Linked DNA regions of Sus scrofa: region 1 is linked to region 2. Evidence: chromatin contacts called from public promoter capture Hi-C data. All regions are on one chromosome and are shown on one strand. Each heading gives the region's core, a stretch centred on a gene start, on an enhancer-like site or on the middle of the called end of the contact. The rest is flanking DNA. Distances are from core to core; before and after follow the strand shown. Region 1 has its middle 17 kb from the start of GNAI3. Region 2 holds the start of LOC100624950 (cytochrome b561 domain-containing protein 1).

Region 1 (6,335 bases), core at 192-2,691, 42 kb before region 2:
ACCAGCCTACGCCAGAGCCACAGCAACATGGGATCCAAGCCGCGTCTGCAACCTACACCACAGCTCACGGCAACGCCGGATTGTTAACCCACTGAGCAAGGGCAGGGACCGAACCCACAACCTCATGGTTCCTAGTCGGATTCGTTAACCACTGCGCCATGACGGGAACTCCTATTGTTTCTTGAAGTATGGTTGATTTGCAATGTTGTGTTCATTTCAGGTGTACAGTAAAGTGAATCAGTTATATTCTTTGGCAGATTCGTTTCCCATATAGGTTATTCCAGAATATTGAGTAGAGTCCCCTGTGCTGTATAGCAGGTCCTTGTTGGTTACCTATTTTATCTATAGTAGTATGAATATGTTAATCCCTAACTCCTAATTCACCCCTCCCCCTGCCCCGCCTTTCCTGGCAGGGGTTTTTTATGCTGTATCTCATTAAACGACCTCCACTGGGCTTTGGAGTGGCTGCTGACATTACAGCCCTCCGCCCTGCCAATCCCTTTTAGAGCTTAGCACCATGGAGGAGACCCATGCCCTACCAAGCTGCATGCACACCCAGGAGTGGACCCCTGTTACGGGCAGGGGCACCCCTTTCCCCAGGATCGTAGGGGAGCGCCTGGCCACTCAGGTCTGATTTCTCCATCCCAGACCTGCTCCTGGTGCAGCTCGGCCCCGCCCTTGCCCACCAGCACCTCTTGATGGGGTGGCGTCCATGCCCACCCACTCTGTTCCGCCCCCTCAAGATGAGACTTTGAGGTGGACCCAGTGTATCTTTCATCTGGTCATCCATGTATTCAATAGTCTCTGGAATGCTTTTCATGCACCCACGGCACACACGCACACACACACCCATAACCCCTCCTTTGCTTCCTGGCACCCTCTGCCCTCCTCTGCTCTCTCTGCCTCCGTCAAAACTCGCTCTCGGGAAAGAGGCTGCTAAATCCGTTCCCATTGAGAGCAGCTAAATGTGCTCTCACTCCCAGGAATATTAACAATTTCACAGGGAACAAAGGGAAGAAGCTGGATGTTGGGATTCCAGCATCGACCAGGGGTGTCCCCGAGATCCCACAACAAAGGCTGGCCTTGCCCTCCCCGCCCCCCGGGATGCCAACCTGGCACCTTCCCTGCACCCACCTCCAGCCACACGGACGCCCCACCCTCCCCACGCGGAGAGCAGGCTCACAGCTGGGACCTCCCCACCACAGCTTGGCGCCCGGCTGTCCAGAGCCCCTGTGCCAGCGCCAGCCACGCCTGCTCCCCAGGCACACACCCGCCTGCCCACCATCTGCGGCCACGCCGAGGGGCTGAGGAGGGAGTCGGAGGAAAGCAGAGGTGAAAGCCTTTCCATCCCCTTTATTCCCCCACAGTCTGGCCTCCACCCCCTGCCAGGAGCCAAGATCCAACAGTATATTCAGCCTGCAGCTGCCACTGGTCATGTGAGCCCATTGCTAGGTTACAGGGACCCAAAAATAAATCCTTCCCAACCAGATTAGAAACTGGGGGCCTTGGATGAACCAGGCTCAAAAGAGTGACAGGAACACCCACAGTGCATGTGCAGGCCAGGCCTGCTCTGAGAGCAGGGACCTTCCCCATGCTGCCCACACCCATCCATCCGCTGGGGCTCAGTGGACCCCCTAAAAAAATTCCCAGAGAGCTGCTGGGTCTTGATAATTGCACAATAAACAGGTCTCCAGGCAGAGTGGCCCTTCCTCACTAGCATCAGGGCGGCCTGGGCAGCATTCCTCTGCTCCCCCCGCCCCCGCCGCCCCATGTACCTGCAAAGTGCAAAGCACCACCAACCATTTGCCCTGTGGCCTGAGGAGCAGTCCGTACCAGGTACCCTTCTCAGACTCGGGGAGGGAGGGAGATCTGCCAAAGCCCCAGAACTGGGCACTTTCATGGGAGAAGTTTCACAACAATCTTCTCAATTAACTTAGTTAACCTCTCAGTTAACAGTCTCTCAATGACTCCATGTACACATGTGGAAACTGAGGCTCAGAGAGTTTAAGTGACTTTCTCAGAGCCACTCAGCTGGGCAGCTGGAATTTAAAACCCAGAGCTATATTTCCTAAGTCCGCAGGAGTTCCAGCTGTGGCCCAGCCGGTTAAGGATCTGGCATTGTTTCTGTGGCAACATGGGTTTGATCTCCAGCCCTGTGAAGTGGGTTAAGGATCTGGCATTGCCACAGCTGTGACATAGGTGGCAGCTGCAGCTTAGAGTCCATCCCTGGCCCGGGAACTTCCATATATTGTGGGTGTGGCCAAACTATATATATATATATAATATATACACATACACGCACATATATATTATGTATATTCATATATATTTGTGTATATTTACTGAGTCTGGGGATGGGACAAGGAAGAGGACAGGGAAGCACAGCAAAGGAAAGGGGTGGGGGTCCCTGAAAGCCCCTCCCCAGGGCCTCATAACTGGGCACTTTGCTCACCCTGAATTGGGAGTTCGTCTCTCCCTGCTACCCACCTCCTCCCATGCCCAGAAAGGTCACGGCTGCCCCCAAGCTCTTGCCTCCCTCATGGCTTTGGATTCTGTCACCCTCTCTGGCCCAGAACCTAGGTGGCATCATTCCTGGTGCTCAGGCCCGAGGAGGGTCGTGTACAAATGCCCACTAATCATTCCCCCTCTACTTCGGAACCTTGGCCCGGAGTCAGAATAGCAGAGCTGCAAGGGTCGTGGGTAACTACTTTACAGAAGAACAGGCCCAGAGAGGGGAAGTAACTTGCCCAAGGCTCCACAGCACCACAGCAGTGACCCAAATGACTGCAGTGACAAGGCCAGATCCTTAACCTGCTGCGATACCAGAGAAACTCCCCTACTCCCTCATTTCTGGTTGGTTTTTGTTTTGTTTTCCTGTCTTTAAGGACAATTTGGGGTCTGTTATACCTGATGCTGGAGCAAACCAGAAGTCCCCCCAATACCAGACTTCCTTCCTCAACCCAGCACATCCAGTTGCCTGCTCTCCTCCTTCCCAGGCAAGGGTCTAAGGAGGCCCAGACTCCCCACTCACCTCCATGTACCGTCCCTGCGTCTCCATTCTGAGCACACTCCTAGCATCGCCTGAAGCCTCAGGGCATCCCACTTCCCCCTTCTGCAGCTCCCAAGGGCTTCGTTTCATTCCAGTCAAGAAATATGTCCTGAGCACCTACTACATGCACAGCTCCATCTTGGGGCGGGGGGGGGGGGAAACACAAAAGTGAAACAAATACAAACATTGCCCTCTTTGTGCTAACAATCTAAAATGGAGACAAAGCAGGTTATAAGCCTCAAAGAAGAGTCAAAAGGCCTTGGAGATTCAAAGGAAAAAGTGAACCCACTTCCTTGGGAAATCTGGGAAGGCTTCATGAAGGAAGTGGCATGGGTCTTAAAGGAGGGGTAGGATTTACACTGTAGCTGAAAGAGGCGGGAAGGAGAAGAGTTCAGGTGAAGGAGCTGATGTAGCCAAAACCCGGAGACAGGCAGGTTTATGGAGGATCAGGGCACAGCGAGTTGTCCAGTCAGACTGAAAAATAATCTGTGTGTAGGGAAGCAGTGAGACCAGAGAAGGAGATTGGCTGGACCGTGAGGGCCTGATCAGCCAGGCTGAAAAGTTAGCAGAGATCAGCATTTTGAGCAGGGACATGCAGGTTCACAGGTGTGCCCATCTCCAGTCTTTTAGTGAGTCAGTTAAGTATTTTTTGAACCCACAAGTTCCAGGGTGAATTCAAGGCTTGAATTTTCCTGAGAAACCCAGGCCTAAAGAGAGGAGAAAAAACACGTAGGCCATCCAAGAGATAGGGCCTGTGAATACACGACAGACTGAACACAGAGGAAAGGGACCTCAGAGATGAAGCGATGTACGGACCAGATGGTGCTCATGCGTCCGGGGCGACGCGTGACCTGCACGTCCCTTCTGTAGGGGAGGCAAAGGGTAGAGTGGAAACGAGTGCCGGGAAATCGCCCTTTCAGACTCATGGTGTCGTAAGAAGCTGCCCAGCCTGATCGGTAGCGACAGGACACCCTGGACCACCCAGCTGCTCATTCCAGCACTGCCCCCCTCACCACCGGTTCCTGGGCTCTGACCTAAGAACAACGAGCTCGCCAGGTCCGGTTTCCCTATTTGGGGTCCACAGAGCACTCCCAGCAGTTCCTGGTCCCTGACTCAAGGGGGCGCCCCTGCTCTACATCTCTGGGTTAGTTCCCACTAAGCGCTGTTAACTCAGCCCTGCCAGCTCAACTGAGCCCTAGGGGAACCTGACCCTTCCTTCTCCAGGCCAGGCACAGCTGGACACAAGGATACGTGCCCTATGGCCTTTTACCCAAACATTTTTTTTCAAAGTCCTCTCCCTGCATTTCAGACTCACTTAAAAACAGAACACCCCAATTCAGCTCTCATACCCATATGTCCCAGGAAGGGCCAGGCTCCCAGACCCAGGGCCCCTTAGGGGTGGAGAGATGGCTTATGAGTGGCGCGGGGGCGGAGGCGGGGCTGGGGGGAGGAGAAGAGGCACAAGATATGATCAGCCCCTTGTCCGCCTAACTGAGGGTCCTATTGGAGAATGATGTGTGAAAGCTTGGCCTCTCTGATGGCCTAGCCTGGAAGGGTAGCCCTGGATGCTCTAAATCAGCCCTGAGAGCAGGGGACCCTTGATGGTGAGGACCCGGGGGGAAGGGAACACCGCAACTGCTCCACTGCAGCGCTTCTAGGCCGCCCTGACAGCCAGAAGCCACAAGGGGGCAGTGTTGGCCACGGAGCTGCAACGAGTCAACTGCAGTTTCCAGGTAGAGGTTTCTCACTTCCAAACCCCAAGCCCGTTTACGCTCCTGGAGGACTTGGGGCCTAGGGGCCCTGATTTTTCTCCTTTTTGACCTCCCACAGTCTCAGCTTGGAGGACCAAGGCTCCCAAGAGAAAACCCCTCATATTCCTAGGAGGTGGTGAGGACGAGACCATCAGGCTGGCATCCTAGGAGCACTGCACTCAGAGTCCAGAGGCTGCATCTGCGTGAGTGAGCAGTGCATTTGGGGCCTCTCTCCACCCCTCTCCTCGCCTCAGCTCCAAATGCGAGTTGGACGAGGTGTGTAGACGCTAAGGTCCTCTGCAGCTCTAGCTTTTGAGTCTGAGTCATAGCTGCTGTCCTCAAGTGGCTTCTCTCTCCAGGGCCCTGACAGCTTGGGAGATTCAGGGCCTAGGAGCAGGGGGTGGGTGCAGGAAATAGCAGTGGGTCCTTCTGCTCCCTGCAAACCAGCTCGTTCCCCTGGGAATCACAGAACGAGATTCAGTCCCAGCCCTGGGAAGAGGCCCAGGAAGGAATGACCAGGGTCAGCTGGGTCCTGGAACGACCCTGCTAAGTGGCTCCTTCTGACTGGTCTGTGTGCCACTGTGTGGATGGTAGGAGAGCTGCAGGCTGGCTGAATGATGTCCCCACCCAGGCCCAAGCAACCCAAAAAGCCCGGGGCCAGATCGGACAGCCGCAAAGTGGAGGCTGCAGAAAGCCTAGACCGCTCCCCTCTGGCCTTTTCACTCCAGACCCCCAACAGTCACCTTCTCTCATTCTCCCCACCTAGCTCTGACGTCTCCTTCCGCCCCATACCCTCACCCCCAGAAAGCAGAGCCCGCAGCCTCAATTCTCGGGGAGGGTACCCCCCCCCACCTTCCCATCTCTGGACTCCCCGCTCCGCCCCCATCCCTTCAGACCAGTTCTGTTCGCTGTGCCTCTGTGATCCCAGGCAGTCTCTCCTGACTCCTGTGGACACACTCTGCCCAGCACTTCAGCTTTCCCAGTGGGGCACCTGATCCGACCCTGGGACCTGACCCTGCCCAGCACAGGCTTGGTCCTGTTTCTTGCATCCCTCCTTCTCTCTCTGCCCTGATGGCCCCGTCTCTCACTCTTCTGCCCCTTGGATGGCTTCCCTCCTTTGGTCACTCTCCCTCTCCTGCTCTCAGAGCCTCTTTGCCATGGGCCTCTGCTCCCCGCCGCTCTGGCTCTTCGCCTCTGTGTACACCTTGCCTTCCCCATCTCTCTCTCCACCCTCACTTCCTCCTCTGCAGCGAGTACACTGAGAATCTGATTCCTGCCTCCTGGACTAAGCGTATAAATAGCAGAGGAAGGCTGGGCTAGAAGCCAAACTTGCTCCAGCCTCTTCCCTGCAGCCCCAGGCTTGGGCATCCAGGACTAGCCGGGGAGGATGGGTGTCGTCCAGGGCAGAGTCTCCGGGGCAGGGAGTTGGAGGGCTGGGACTGACGCCCACTGCCCAGGGTGGCAGACCCAGGCAGAGAGAGGGATGTGACAGACGCTGGGGTGCGGAGCTTCACGTGCAGGCCAGGTCCCCCTCA
Region 2 (6,029 bases), core at 2,308-4,807:
CAGTAAGCAGCTCCCGGTTCACACCACACTGGGGGGTTGGAAAGGACAATGAAAGAGACAGGAACCACCACCCTCTGCATAGCAGGCGCCCCTTAGATGCTCAGGGCCTGGAGCCCTCCTGGGAGATGCCGTCTGACCCAGGAGGAGCCTATCGAGGACCGCTCAGAGGGCCCTTCTGCCCCCGCAGTTCCCGCTCCTGTGCTGTCCACGCAGAGCAACCTCCTTGCCTCTGAGCCACCCATAGGGGACGTCTTGAATCTTCTACAGACCTGTCATATCCAAAATACTGCCATCCAGGAATGCCTCCCCTGGCTCCGACGCCCTCACTCCAGGCCTCCCGGAGTTCCCAGCGAGCTCCTCTACCTGCCCCAACACCAGCTTTCCTGACTCGGCCATTTCCGTCCTCACCACCATCTATGGAGCTCCCGACTCCCCGACTGAGCCAGGCCAGGGTTAGCCAGTCTGGCATCCAGCCCTCACCGCCCAGGGCAGTCTGGGGAACTACTTTCAGTTTGGAACACCGAGGGGTCTCTGCAGGGAAGACAGCCCAGCCATCATGTGCCAGCTGGCACCAAACTCAGCTCCCTCCTGGGTCAAAGAGCTGGCAAGAGACGACCACTGAGGAAAGCTTAGCTGCCAAGGGAAGAGGGGATCAGGGAGACTTTGTCTTCTCTAGATCAGAAGAGCCCTGCCCTGCTTTCTTGGCTCTTATTTTGTTCTAAGCGCTTCGGAATAGCTCCACAAAGCTATGTGCTAAGACCTGAGCCCTTAGAAGGGCAAAACATGAGATGCTCAGTATACTCTGCCGCTGGGAACGGATGCCCTGAGGCCCTCAAGCCCAGATCCTGAGTTGAGCTGAAGAAAGTTCTTAGCTGGGCTAAGAAGCCCAGCCCATGGGCTTGGTTAAGCCAATGCCTTTCTGCTCCTCTAAAAGCTTTAAAGTGACTTCAGTGCCTTTAATGTCTTGGAATTCTAGAGACCCTCTTGGGTCCCCTCCCTCACAGCACCTGACTCCAGGGACCAAATCAACACAGATTCCTGAAAGGTCATGCGGGCAAATCCGGGAGGGTAAGGGAATAATGAGTGTAAGACTTAGATCCCGACTCTGTTGAGTGGTCCGGTCCAGGGTTCAGTGCTGGGCGGGTGCTCTGTGACAGCAACTGAACAGACACTAGATGTTAGAGATTGTTTAGAAACAACCACTCATTACACAGATGAGGAAGCTGAGGTCCTGAGACACATGACTTGCATAAGGTTGCACAATAGAGCCTCTAAGGACCATAGTCCATAAATAAGACCCAAGGGCTTTGCCCACTACACTGCTTTCTCAAAGTGACCCAAAGAGCCATGGCTGCCATTCAGTTCTAGAAACCCAACTTCTCATCAGGAGTGCAAAGAAATGACTGCCAACACCGTCGCCACCACCACCACCCAACGCTTCTGTCTTCCATCAAGAGCAGGGGCTTCAGGATCAAGCTTCCCATCATCACCTTCCACTTGCACCCAGTACAGTTCCCCGATGTTGCCCACTGAGTCATCTGTCAGCCACAGCAGTTGGGGTTTCGGCAGCCCCTGGCCCAGCTATGAAGTACAAAAACCCTACAACTTCTGAACTGGATCCTTGAAGGTCACCCAAGGAGCCACTGAAGTCCGAGTTAAGTGTCCCATTTAGATTCAGAGTTCAGAGGAACTCACATTTCCATTTTCTTCCTTGGCAAGTAGGAGCTGGAGATCTGATGCATGATTACCAGGGCTGGATAGAGGGGCAGCGCCAGGCACAGGTACCAGGCTGCATCTTTGATCTGGGCCTGGAACCACACAGAGTGCAGGCCCAGGAGTACCGTTACCGTAGCCATCAGGTAGACCACCAGTCCACAAGTCAGATGGTAGAGCTTGAGGCGAGCCACCCTTGAGACCCTGGCTGCCCGGGGACAGAGGAGGCAGAGCCCACACAGTGCCTGGCCACCAGTGGCCAGTAATGTCAGAGCCCCTACCCAGCTGTGCCAGGACACCAGGTGGGGCAGCTCACTGCGGGTCCTGCTGGAGACGATGAAGCCCAGGCCCAGGGCTGCACAGAGGATGGCTAGGGTCTGCCCTGCCCAATGGAGTCGGATCCGGACCTTTCGGGAGCAGAAGAAGAACGGGGAGTGCTCAGGCGAGAAGAGTAGGATGGCCTCAGCCATGCAGAGGCAGAACTGTGAACATAGGAGAGGGCTAGTGAGCCTCAGGCCCAGCTTGGAGGCCTAAGAAAAAGGAGGTGCCCTCATATATTCAAACAATGAGGACAAAGGGTGGGGGCTAAGAACTCCCACCAGGACCCCCTGCCTCCCAGGTCAGCATTTCTGGGCAGAATTGGGAATCCACACTTCAATGATTCAGGCTGACATCCAGCCCCCTCCCCACCCCCTCCACAATGACTCCCACGTCTTGACCAAGGGGAAGGGCAAATGGTAAACTTCCTACTGAACTTTGGGGATCGGGAGCGACTGGAGAACACCCTTCCAATTCCTCCTTTCAGGCCTTAGCAGAGAAAAAATGGTGTCTTCCACGCCCTCCACCCCCTTCAACCACCTGACACTACCTAGAGCCCAGCCTTCTGTGTGCCCTGATCTCCTAAGTTGCAGGGAAAGATGGGGCCCTGGCCATTTCCCCCACCTCTCTGAGCCTTAGAAAGGCTGAGCCTTCTCAAGGCTGGATGCTTCCTTAGGGGAATATCCAAACAAATCACCTGCAGAAAGAAGCCCAAACTCACCGCCAAGGCCATGAATACAGGGTGCCAGGAGAAAAAACCTAAGAATCAAAGAGAACAGACTGACGGCTGGGCACCATTCTTTCTGCCCGCGTTTGGCCGGCTGGAGCCCAAAGAATCTGGCTGGAGAAGAAAAGTCACAGTGTACTATCTCCAACACTAATCAGCAATCAGGAACTCAGCACAAAGTGGAGCAACCAAGAGGGCAAACAAACCAGTTTGGCCCGAGTTCCCAATTCAGCGCCTCGCAGCAATCAGCCAAGTCCTAGAATAGATCGTGGCCTCCCTCCTTTACTTAGATCGTCCGTGAGGGGCTCCGCTTATGATGAACTAGTGAGTTTATTCCGTTCACTTCAGTCGTCTCCTCTCCTCCCGGCACCCAAAGCCCCACCCTTCCAGGACCCACCCCCAGGGCCACGCCCCACCACGCCCTTACTACCCTTCCACAGTCCGCCCCTCCACTGCTAGGGTCCCCACTCCACGCTTCTCCTAGCGCTCCCGGGCTCTGCCCCTCCAGCATCTCGGCTCCGCCCCGTCCCCTGGCCCCGCCCCCGTGCCCACTCACTGGTTCCCGGCCGGGACAGCACAGTCAGAAAGATGGTGAAGCCCAAAGCGACCAGGTGTGCCAAGATCCCACAGCCTCTCCGCAGCCAACGCGTCAGTCTCGGCTCCCTCGGCGGAGCGGGAACCAGACCTACCTCCAGGGGCTGCATGGCGGTCCCCGGCCGCCGCACCCTCCCAGCTGCCGGGGCACGTCTTCCGGGTTTGCGATCGCGGAGGCGGCCTTGGCTGCGGGAGAAGCTCCTCCCCAGGACGCCGCCGGCAATACGGCGGATGCGCCCACAGCGCCCTCTGGGGGCTGGGGGGAAAGAGCCTCGGCCCCGGAGAGCCCCGAGGGCAGAAGGCGACTGGACAGCTCCCGGCCCAGCGCTTTCCTTCAGCCAGCCTCATTTGCATTTTGATGTCTACAAGGGCTTATGGGGCTGGTGTCTCAGGCAGCCTGTGGAAATTATGTTTATGACAACTGATTTCACCCACATCACAAATCTGGTACACTGGGCCAAGCGTGTGAAACCCGTGTTTTGAGCAGTTTTCCAGAAATACTGAATTTCCCCGGTTGGCCACTGTCTCCCATCATCCCTTCTTTCGTCTTAAGGGAATAAGATTCCCCTCTGCTTAAAAGTAAGAAGACTGAAAGAATAAAGCTAGAATCTGGTGCCCTGTGCCTGGTAAATTCAGGGTTGAGGACCAAAGGCGGGCCATGCAACAGTCCTATCCCCTATCTGCGCAGTGGTTGTTGTCCCCAGTGAGACAAATGGAAAAACTAGGGCACTCCCAGCGCTGGCCGCCTCCACACCATCTGCTCAGCCCTGGGGAGCCAGGTGATCCTGAGGGACTGGGGCCTCCCACATGCCCGCTGCCTCCCACATCAAGGGAAGTTCTGTATGTGATCATACCCTTTTCCTTCCTGCCTCCAAAAAAGGTGTGGTTCGGCTTAAAGAGGTTGCGCCCCTTCCTTATGGGTAAACCCACAGGTCAGGGAGAAAAAGGGACCAAAGCAGGCCGTCCTGGGTGCAGTTACCCACTTAAGCTCCAGTGGCTGAGAAAATAAGGCTGCTAGCAAGAGGCAGGAAGAGCTGAAGAAACGTGAGGCAATAATGTGGAGACAGGATGGAGGCCTAGGGTTGCTCAAAGACCAGAGAAGAGCCACAAGCTGATGCCCACAGACCCTCAAGGCAAAGATCCAAGAGCCGGGCCAGGGGTGTGGCTCCCCTCCCCCATCCGGTCTCCTTTCCTAATGGGACTGTAGTTCCTGTGGCTGTTGCTCACTCAGAGCTGGAGCCGCACATGCCTCCTCATCCTGAGACTCCCACAGTGATTCCACCCCCAGCCATTTCCACAGTTTTAAAGGACAAAAAATGTACAAGCCTAAGAGACTTTTCTGCAGGCAAGCGATGGGAGCTGGAGCCTGGCTGCCTATCATCTCAGCCTCCTGGGGTGCGGATGGGGACAGTAAGGACACTCGTTTTGTTACATTTCTTTGCTTCCTTCTCTATGTTTGTTTTTGTATTTTCTTAGCAGCAACAGAACAGGGAGACAGTCTTGAGGTATTTTAAAGAGTTTTTTTTCTTAAAAAAAATAATATAAAGTTATAAAAAGCGGCAGCAGCCTGGGGCCCGGATCTGGAGGGGAGGAGGTGCTGGCGTCTCCATCGCAGTGGGCAGGCACTTTCTCGTTAATGGGCTTTTGACTGCAGGAAGACAACAGGCAAGAGACAGGGTCAGGCTGGGGGGCGGGAGGGGGTCTACCCATCCTCCTGTCACTGCACAGGCCATAAAAGTAAGGCCTGATTTCCTCCCGATGGTCTGGCGAGTAACACTGGGCAAGGGGGAAGACGAATGCCAGCCCCAGCAGAGGCAGCCCAGAGATCACCCAGGCCCACATGTGACACACACACTCGAGCCCTGGGCAACTGTCAGACTTACTACTCTGGTGTGGGCACCAAAGGTGTTGGTATGCACCTGGCTAGTGCTTGGCCAGGAGGGCACGCCCCTTCCCACCTCCAATACCTCCCTCCTGGCTAAGATCACATGGACAGCCCAGCATGCTACTCCAGGGCTCCCATCAGAAGAGGCAAATAAACCTGGCTGCTGGCTTTACCAGAAACCCCAGAGGACTTGCCTGGCCCCTGAAAACCTGGCAGTGGGTATGTGTGCAAGGTGGGCAGACATGCACGTGGACCTTGGGTTGTGGCCCTGCCCTTCCATGCCCTGATGCCCAGAGGCAAAACCAATGCACCAGACCGGCCCCCCACCCTGTGCCCAGCATATCAGGCCACAGCTCAGGGACCCAAGCTCAACGCCACTGCCCAAACCTTGCTTATCAGAGCTCATGGAGTCCAACTTCCTTTCCTTCAGGAACAGAGGTAGCTCCAGTTCCTGGAGTGAGGGCCACCGCCAAATCAGAAAGTGGCCCTTTGATTAAAGCAAAGGCGGGGAAGGGGGACAGGCAGGGGCAGCATCTCCTTAGTGCAGGGAGAGGGCTGGGCACGGAGGAAGGCCCAGCCAGCCAAAGCCGGGGTCCCCTCTCCCTGGAGAAGATGGCCCAGAACGCTTGCTCCCCTTCCCCAGGCCTCCCTTCCCTGCGCAAACATGTCCTCGCAAACATGTCCTCGGCGCCTCTCTCTGTCACTTTCCCCGTGTGCTGTCCACCCGCATCCCTGCTGACTCCGCCCCTTCCCGGACCTCTTCAGGGGGCTGGGCTGGTACCTTCAGTGGAG

What was found. Promoter capture Hi-C pulls out the DNA fragments that hold promoters and counts their contacts.
Region 1: a contact with region 2 is called in a promoter capture Hi-C map of fetal skeletal muscle, with 6 times the contacts expected there. The contact joins the enhancer-like site here to the promoter of LOC100624950 in region 2. A contact is called at or near these places in 5 of 5 promoter capture datasets (fetal liver, fetal skeletal muscle, liver and 1 more), 36 of 47 Hi-C or Micro-C datasets (adipose tissue, alveolar macrophages, blood and 18 more) and 2 of 2 datasets of contacts at active chromatin or transcription factors (alveolar macrophages and skeletal muscle).

Annotation. Positions count from the first base shown.
Region 1 is chr4:110,592,265-110,598,599 of Sscrofa11.1, forward strand. No RefSeq gene overlaps it. Among named protein-coding and RNA genes, the nearest start is that of GNAI3, 17 kb to the left of the region's middle. Within about 2 kb of position 1,442, at least 12 of the 83 cell types and tissues checked have an H3K27ac peak or open chromatin away from gene starts, as enhancers often do. A contact at or near this core is called in fetal skeletal muscle and skeletal muscle, where this site is marked.
Region 2 is chr4:110,632,381-110,638,409 of Sscrofa11.1, forward strand. It overlaps LOC100624950 (cytochrome b561 domain-containing protein 1), which reads right to left and starts at 3,558. Exons shown (of 3, transcript XM_003355263.4): 1 at 3,315-3,558; 2 at 2,753-2,790; 3 at 1-2,195. The coding sequence starts at 3,462. The coding sequence ends at 1,692. It overlaps ATXN7L2 (ataxin-7-like protein 2), which reads right to left. Exons shown (of 11, transcript XM_021090075.1): 9 at 6,019-6,029; 10 at 5,625-5,724; 11 at 4,853-5,000. The coding sequence ends at 4,900.